Regions from separate parts of the Mus musculus genome. Here regions 2 and 3 are each linked to region 1. A link is a contact called in public Hi-C data. All regions are on one chromosome and are shown on one strand. Each heading gives the region's core, a stretch centred on a gene start, on an enhancer-like site or on the middle of the called end of the contact. The rest is flanking DNA. Distances are from core to core; before and after follow the strand shown. Region 1 has its middle 73 kb from the start of Gm31096. Region 2 has its middle 20 kb from the start of Tmem154. Region 3 overlaps Tmem154 (transmembrane protein 154).

Region 1 (2,553 bases), core at 20-2,519:
TTAATTTTAATAAGTTAACTGCTGTTCGGTATTTGTAGCAGGTTTCTGATTCCAAGCACAGTGACATGATATTTGCTAATAGAGACCTAAGATCACTTAGTATATCCACCAACTAGCATAAAGTGATAGCCAAGGATATACTCCAGAGAGTTGTCAACACACTACTGGCTTGCTCAGACTGACCTATCGGCTGCACTGAGGCCCCTTCTCCCTTCTCCCCTCCCTGACCACCAGGCACAGCTGAGCACCAGGCCAAAGCCAGAGCTGAAAGAAGTGAAGCCTCTGAAAAGGCTGCCCCACAGAAGTTATATTAGGCACTGGGCAGGCTTAAGGAGCAGTCCCAGTAATGGGTGAGATGTAAATGATAATAGTTAAGGCTCAGCAAAAAATACTTATATTTCTTTCTATACTACAATATCCTATATACTATGATATATTATCATATATTCACTAAAAAAAATCTATGATCTATTATTTACAAAAAAACCAATTTCACTTTCAGTTTTGTTTAAATATATATATATATATATATATATATATATATATATATATATATTCCACTTTAAAGGTGATACATGGTTACTTCTAAGAATGTGCACAATAGACTAGAATCTAAGTAGAAGAAGATTGACAAGTTCTAGGCCAGCCTGGGCTACATAGCAAGATCACGTCTCAAAATAAACAAATACACAAAGTGTACAATATAGAGTTGTATAGAGACGAGAAAAATCACCTGTAACCTTGTAGCCCAGACACTGTGACAGATCCTCCCATGTTTCTTTCTAGTCTTTCCTCTCTCTGTGCACAAATGTTTTCTTTTTTCTAAATATATTTATTTGTATGCAGGCTGAGATTGTTCTAGCCTGATTCTGTCACTTCACCTTATATTGTAAACTTTTTTTTCCTGCATTGCATCATGTAGAGTCCTAGCAGAAACTACATTTTGTTTTCTGTTGGTCTCCTGAGGCACAGCTGAGGGACGGAGAACTGCCGAAAGGAACCCTGGGAAGCTTCCCGTGGCTAACCCCGAGGGTGGAGAAGGAGAGCAGTTCCTGGAGCCCTGTGGGGCTCAGGAGTGAGGAAAGGTTGTTAACAAAATCTCAACTGTTCAATTTACCAGATGCTGGTGTGAAAGCCTGCTAGCTCGGAGAGGCAGAGAAAGCACCCAGCTGACCTTCTTCCTCAGCCGACCTCCCAACGGCAGAGCAAGCTCTCCTTCTTCACATTGTCTCCAAAACCCTTCAAACTGAATGGCCCTCCCTTCTACTTCCTGTGTGCCTCTCTATCCGCCCTCCTGACTTCCTCTCACACTCTGTGGTTCTTTTCCTGTGTTTACTCCCTGTCAGCTGGTTGCTTGCTCTGACCTATGGCTGGTGTTATTTAATCATGTTTACAATAAACAAAAAGCTCTTGGATTAAAGGCATGTGACACAGCACAACTAAAAACAGGTTTTTCCAGTAAACAGCATACTCTCAGAGTTCCCAGTGTGATCAAATATTCTGCAACAGCGAGTCCTGGTAGAATCCACAGCCATGAGTGGAAAAGCAGCCGGGAATGAGGAGCCTAACTTTTTTGCCTCCTTGCTGGGCCCCTCATTGGAAAAACTAAAAATGGAGGTCAGAGGGTTGAGTTCTGGAGAGTGGGGAATGATCTAAAATGGCAAAAGAGAGATTTAGATTGCGTCCCAAGGACCTATGAGTTGAAAGTTTTGTCCCAACTTGGCACTATTGGGAGATGGTAGAAACCTTTAGAGGTGGGGCCCATCAGGATCTAGTCATTGACCTATGTGAGGCAGGGGAGAAAAGGGGATGATTATGGGAACATGTGAAAGGGAGGGAGCCCCTTACTCTGGGAATCTAATCAAAGACTCTCTGGGAGTCAAGCATTTCGGCACAACTAGCATCTGTTGTAAGCGTACTGGCATAGAGACCATATTCCTTTCGTAGAGAGATATTTTAAAGTAAGAATGTTAAAATAGCAATGAACTGTGCATAGGGCCTTAGTATATATGACCTTGAGTTTGCCCTGCATCCTTCCCATACATCTCCCGAGAATCTCACAAACTAGATTATTGACGTTTGATTATGAATGAAACGTCTTCACTTCCTGGAGCCGTCCTCGGGTGGCACCTTATCAGCTGTAACCCCAGTGCACTCAGGAGCCAGCCTAAGATCTCATTTAAATTCCATAGCAGACCATCTCTGTCACTGGTGGTCTGAGGTCAGGATGGGGTTGGGTGTTTCCAAGTTCTCAGCCTCTTTCCCAGAAAACTGAAAATAAGGGCTACACAGATTTACAAAAGGAGCAAGAGAACTTTATTTGAGGGACACACTGTCAAGATTGACAGCAGGCCACATGAATGAAGGTACCCAGAACCCCAGGCTTTTTATGGAATCTAAGGCAGGAGAAGCTGTGGTCAGAGAGTCCTCTATTTTGATTGATAGATTAATTTATATATTCATTTATCTGTGAATGTCCCTCCCCATAATGTATCTCATTTTAACCACATGTATGCCTAACTATACATGCATAGGCATAATGTGGTAAAAGTA
Region 2 (2,553 bases), core at 17-2,516, 550 kb after region 1:
TGGACTGAGAGACAGCCACAGCCTTGACCTTGGTACGAGGACAGAGCTTTGCTGGGGAAGTTCAGTGGGGAAGGGAGCTGGGCTATGAGATCATCCTCCCAGAATCCTCCCTGGTCTCTGATGGACACTGGGGTTCTTATACAGCCTCGAGTTCGCTAAGTGAGAAGCCTGAGTATCAACAGAGGCTGTGCCTGAAGGATCTGGAAAGAGTTCAGAGAAGAGAAACAAAGATGACTGAAGAAGAGGACAATGGAGCCTTTGAAAGGAAGTGAAAGGAAACAAGCCCAGCCTGAAAAGCTGAGAGACAGCCACACACTCCTGTCCTGTGGAGGTTGTGCTCGCTGCTGATCGGCCAGGCTCCATTTTCACTGAGGATGAAACAGGAAAACAAATAAACGTCACCCACCTGTGTCTGTGTAAGTCCTTTCACTCTCTATAAACTCCCAGCGCACTCATCCTTGAGTCCACTTGACAGGAGTTAGGATAAACAGAAATGCCCTGAAGCCAGAAGAGCAGCTGGTTAAAGATGCTTCTTTTAATGCACAATAAAAACCAGAACCACTTTTCTCTAACAGGGATGCTTTATGTATTTCCCATTTGACTTTGTGAATTGCATTATTAAAGGGTTGGCAAAATGGCTCATTAAGTAAAGGCACTTGTCACTGAACCTCATGACATGAGGGAAGAGAAAATTAACTCCTACTGGCTTTCTGTCTCTCTCTCTGTCTGTCTGTCTGTCTGTCTCTCTCACGTACACACACACACACACACATGCACACACACCCATTGTTAAAGCAAATTAGAATATCCACCTTTAAAATTATATTTTGGGAGCTTAATTTTTATGTTACTGGTACAGCAATATCCATATGCATCAGGCTCTAAACTCAACCCCCAGCAAACACACACACACACACACTCACACAAGATATATATATATATATGTAATGTCATAGTTAAACTATTTTAGACACTGATTTCCAATGTATCTGAATTTTGTTGGAGCTCTTATTATGCAAAAAATAATAAGTATATTTTACATTCACATGATGTCTTATCTGAATGCCTTTCACCTTGACAACAGTATTTGGTCTGTGAAAAATTATTTGAAGCCATATCAAGGCACTATTTTCCCATTTGAGAAGGAGAGCGGCTTCCCCATTGTCTCACTGTAAACTGTAGACTTGGAGAAGTTTCCAGGGCGAGTGACTCTTGGTTTCAGGCCCTTTGCCACGCTGGCCACACTCATCCTTTGGCACGCATAAAGTCTGGTTTCGACACAGATCACTGGATCCACCCCAGAGTCCTGACTCAGCAGGTCTTGGGTGGGGTCTGAGAACTCTCATTTCAGGTAAGTTACCAGAACTGTTGGCACAGAAAGCCACTGCCTCACACCGTTCACTTTACACACATTCCTGGAGTCTACCTTCTCCACTCAATGTTTAGTCCTCTGTTCTTCTCTAAGAGTTCCCTGGAGCAGGAAGGTAAGGCAGCCTTCAGCCATGTCCAGGCCAAGGAGAAATAAAGCCAGCTACCTCCCGTGGGGTTCCTGTTTTGTATGCTTGGTGAGAACCCCATTCAAGGACGTATAAGAATTGGGTGTGTATAAACGATTTCTTCAGGATCCTTGGGCTCTGCAGGGTAGCAGGCACTGGCTCATAAATCTAAATGATTCATAACAACAGCCTACATAGCATAATAAATGCTTCAAGAAATCAATGAGCAAAACTTCTGTGTTGCAGCTGCACCTAAACACACTCAAAAATTAATAGCTGGAGTTTGAAGGCTACAGAAAAACAGTAAATTGTCTAGCAAAGCGCTGCCTGGGTGAGTCAGTACGAAACGCTGGTACAGTAGAGGCCCCAGGCTGGCCACTTGCAGAAAGAATGCTCTGCACTGTCAAGCCAGGGTCCTTTTGGGATCAAGATTCAAGTCCAGAACTATCTAGTGGAGGATACTTTCCCTAGCGAAAGATCAACCCCAAGAGTGCCCTGTCCGGGTGAACCTGCTCAGCCACACCCAGGGTTCTTTGTCAGTGCATGCACCTAGTTCTAGGGAGTGGCTTTTTTTTAAAAACTGTATTCTCACTAACATGTGACCTTTAATGCTGTTGAGGCGGGAAAGAGAAGGGACACCTTTCTTGGTGAATGGGAAGGATGAGGGAAGGGAACTTCAAAAGAATCAGAGAGTGGGGGGAAAAAAAGAAATATTTGAAACCTGAGTATCTCCAAGCCTGCAAATAGCATTCCAGAAGTCTCTAGAACAGGACCAGGGAAGTGAAAGCCATTTCCAGCGTAGGCAGGTCCCACCCTAAAACACAAGAAAGTCACTCCTCCTGGAGCCCGCTGTGGCTGGCCCGATCCTGGTTAGCGGCTTATTGTTCTCTAACTGGCCCTCAGGGAGAGCCACAAAAACAAAATGATGTTCTGGACTCTGTGAACCCCAATCTGTCTCAGCCAGACAGTCTTGTGGTGTGGAAAGAAAAAGAAAAAACAGTTGCCAGAGCCTGCCCTGCGGGTTCAAGGGCTCCTCCCTCATCCACTGTGCCTGGGC
Region 3 (2,553 bases), core at 26-2,525, 520 kb after region 1:
CCTGGCCATAAAACAGATCTCCAGAAAATGAGCGCTACCTAGGTTAAGTAAGCTCCACGGGGCTTTCAGGTTTTCTTCTTTTGCCTCAGACACCCTACATATCCACTCCTTCCCCGACTCCATGTTCATAACGAAGGAACCCTGGAAGAGCCCTTCCCATTTTAGAACTTGTTCCCTAAAAGTGCTCCGGAAGGCAGGTGAGTGGGTAAGTGCCGTGCCTTCTCAGCCTGGGGCACAGACACCAGGGCGGCATACCTGATGTCAACTTTGTTCGTCTACCTATCTTCTTTCCTGGTGTGCTTCTTGGTTGTCCCTCGGGAGTTCCGCCCACCTGCTATAACTTCCTCATTTATTCTCATATTTCGGGGCTAACAATTTGGATATTATTCAGGACATGAGTGGTGGGGATGGGGATAAAATTGGCAGAGCTGAGGGTGGGGTGAGGATACAGTGGGTGTGGAAAGAAGAGGTGTCAGCAAGCAAAAGGCAGAAGAAACCCTGAAGGCAGTGTGTGAAATGCAGGTAGGCCTTGCCTGCCACCGGTCAGCAGGGCTCCAACAGGAGTGTTCTGATGGCTGGCCTGGTCATGGTTATATCAAGTGACCCCATCCCAAACTTCCCAGAGCTCCTTCATTTCATCATTTCTCCTTCTGGTCCTTAAAGAATGACTCAATGTCACCTTTTAACATCACAATGTCACTGTCAGAAACTTGAAGGTAGGCTACATCTCATCATCTGACTGTTCGGCCCTGAGTCAGCAGATACTAAAGAAGGCTCACTTACAAATGCTTGTTGACGGTATTTATGCAAACACATCTGGGACTCACAGGGTGCACATCTGGTGAGGACCCCGGAGAAAATCTTTGTGAGTCGGGGAAGAAATGAGATGAGGTCTGATAGCTCCAGTATCTGAGCCTCACGCATGCCTGTGTCATCGTCCTGAGGACAGCCACTGAGTGGAAATGAGTTTGCTTCTTGGTGAAGCAAGCCAGCTAACTTCTCTCTTTTTTTTTTTTTGAAAGTGGAACAAATGTGTAATCGAGATCTCTAGGTTTTGTGGTTGCTGCTGTGCTGTTAAGCTAGTGCTAGAGTGAGGATAAAGAGCATGTGGTTGGATGGTGCTGGGGACCTTTTGCTTGCTAAGCATGTGCTCTACCACTCAGTACACCCTGACCCTTCTTGGTTTTGAAATGGGGAGTACCCCCACTTCCCTGCTAAGGACCCACAAACTAAAGCAACAATAGAAGAGGGCTTCCTAATTCAGGATATCGTGCCCTGTGCTGGGCCTGTTCTTGCCTTTGTTGATTTTGCCGAGTGTGTGCCCCAATGACTTAGGTACTTATAACTCAGACAGTGAAATGGAACAAGGCACACCTGGTGTCCTGTGCTCTCTCTCCTGTTCTGTGGACTAACCGACCACATGTGTGACTTTGAGGATACTCAAGAAACTAAACCCAAGAGTTCTACCTAAGTATCACCCCTGACATCTGCATGGAGCAAAGAGTGAGGAGCCCAAAGTCTGTTAGAAAAAGATTAAAATAATAGCTAAATAAATAAATAGGAAACCAAGTGGGTATAGGGATATAGCTCAGGTGATAAAGGCTTGTCCGGCGTGAAGCCCTGGGTGTAACTTCAGCTCTGGGGAAAACTAAGCATGCCTGCAGTCCAAGCTCTTTGGAGGTAGAGGCAAGAAGATCACAAGTTCGAAGTCATCCTTGACTACTACGCGAGCTCCTGTCTCAAACAATAAAGTTCAGAAGCCAAGGTCATCTTTGCCTTAGCTGCACATTCCCACTGCCTGAGCACCTTGCATGCCTGATACTCAGGTCTCACTCACATGGTATCTATATCAGAGGCTGGGATGAAGGCTGGGAGAATTACCTGCAGGGGAATGCAGGGTGCAGTCAAGGTTGAGACCAACCTCTAAACTCTCTGCTTCTAGCCCTTCCTTGGGCTAACAACTCAACTCACTCTTGTTCTGCTGTTCGTTCTGTAAACTTGACAAGACTCAAACTCAAGGCCCTGGAAACCTAGGACCCAACTCTCTCAGCTGAACTTGATGCTTAAGGTTATCATTGAAAGCTGAGTTTCTGGATGATGCTGGGCAGATATATCATGACAGGAGCACTCCCCTTCCTGAATAAGTCTGAGAGATGGGAACCTGAGTCTCCCCGAAAAGGTCTGCTGATGGCATGGCATGGTGGTTTAAGCCTCCAGTCTTTGGAACTATCCAGGAAGCTTCATAAAGCATAGACTGCCAGGTTCTTCTCCCAGAGTCCTGACATAGTGGGTTTGAGTTAAAGCTCAAGACAGTTCACTGGTCTGAGAGTTGTTGCCTAAATAATTTCATTTTGTGATTAATAATGATCAGTTGTCCCAACAGCTATTTTCCCGCAGTTTCACCAGTTACTTGATGCTGTGTAGGGATGTATCCTGGGTAACAGGATGTATGTCTAGAAGCAGTCCTAGGACCTTCCTCATGCTACACACACACACACACACACACACACACACACACACACACACAGAGTCCTCTGGTGAGTGATAGCCCTA

Evidence for each region. A called contact is a pair of places that touch in the nucleus more often than the background predicts.
Region 2: a contact with region 1 is called in a Hi-C map of liver, with 3 times the contacts expected there. The contact joins two enhancer-like sites. A contact is called at or near these places in 1 of 484 Hi-C or Micro-C datasets (liver), 1 of 115 datasets of contacts at active chromatin or transcription factors (embryonic stem cells) and 1 of 9 other capture datasets (embryonic stem cells).
Region 3: a contact with region 1 is called in a Hi-C map of the Ba/F3 cell line, with 2.3 times the contacts expected there. The contact joins two enhancer-like sites. A contact is called at or near these places in 3 of 484 Hi-C or Micro-C datasets (the Ba/F3 cell line, the G1E-ER4 cell line and Th1 cells) and 1 of 115 datasets of contacts at active chromatin or transcription factors (extraembryonic endoderm stem cells).

Annotation. Positions count from the first base shown.
Region 1 is chr3:85,193,882-85,196,434 of GRCm38.p6, reverse strand. No RefSeq gene overlaps it. Among named protein-coding and RNA genes, the nearest start is that of Gm31096, 73 kb to the right of the region's middle. Within about 2 kb of position 1,269, at least 120 of the 459 cell types and tissues checked have an H3K27ac peak or open chromatin away from gene starts, as enhancers often do. A contact at or near this core is called in the Ba/F3 cell line, the G1E-ER4 cell line, Th1 cells and 1 more, where this site is marked.
Region 2 is chr3:84,645,369-84,647,921 of GRCm38.p6, reverse strand. No RefSeq gene overlaps it. Among named protein-coding and RNA genes, the nearest start is that of Tmem154, 20 kb to the left of the region's middle. Within about 2 kb of position 1,266, at least 94 of the 459 cell types and tissues checked have an H3K27ac peak or open chromatin away from gene starts, as enhancers often do. A contact at or near this core is called in liver, where this site is marked.
Region 3 is chr3:84,677,548-84,680,100 of GRCm38.p6, reverse strand. All of the region lies in intron 1 of Tmem154 (transmembrane protein 154), which reads right to left. Among named protein-coding and RNA genes, the nearest start is that of Tmem154, 13 kb to the right of the region's middle. Within about 2 kb of position 1,275, at least 92 of the 459 cell types and tissues checked have an H3K27ac peak or open chromatin away from gene starts, as enhancers often do. A contact at or near this core is called in the Ba/F3 cell line, the G1E-ER4 cell line and Th1 cells, where this site is marked.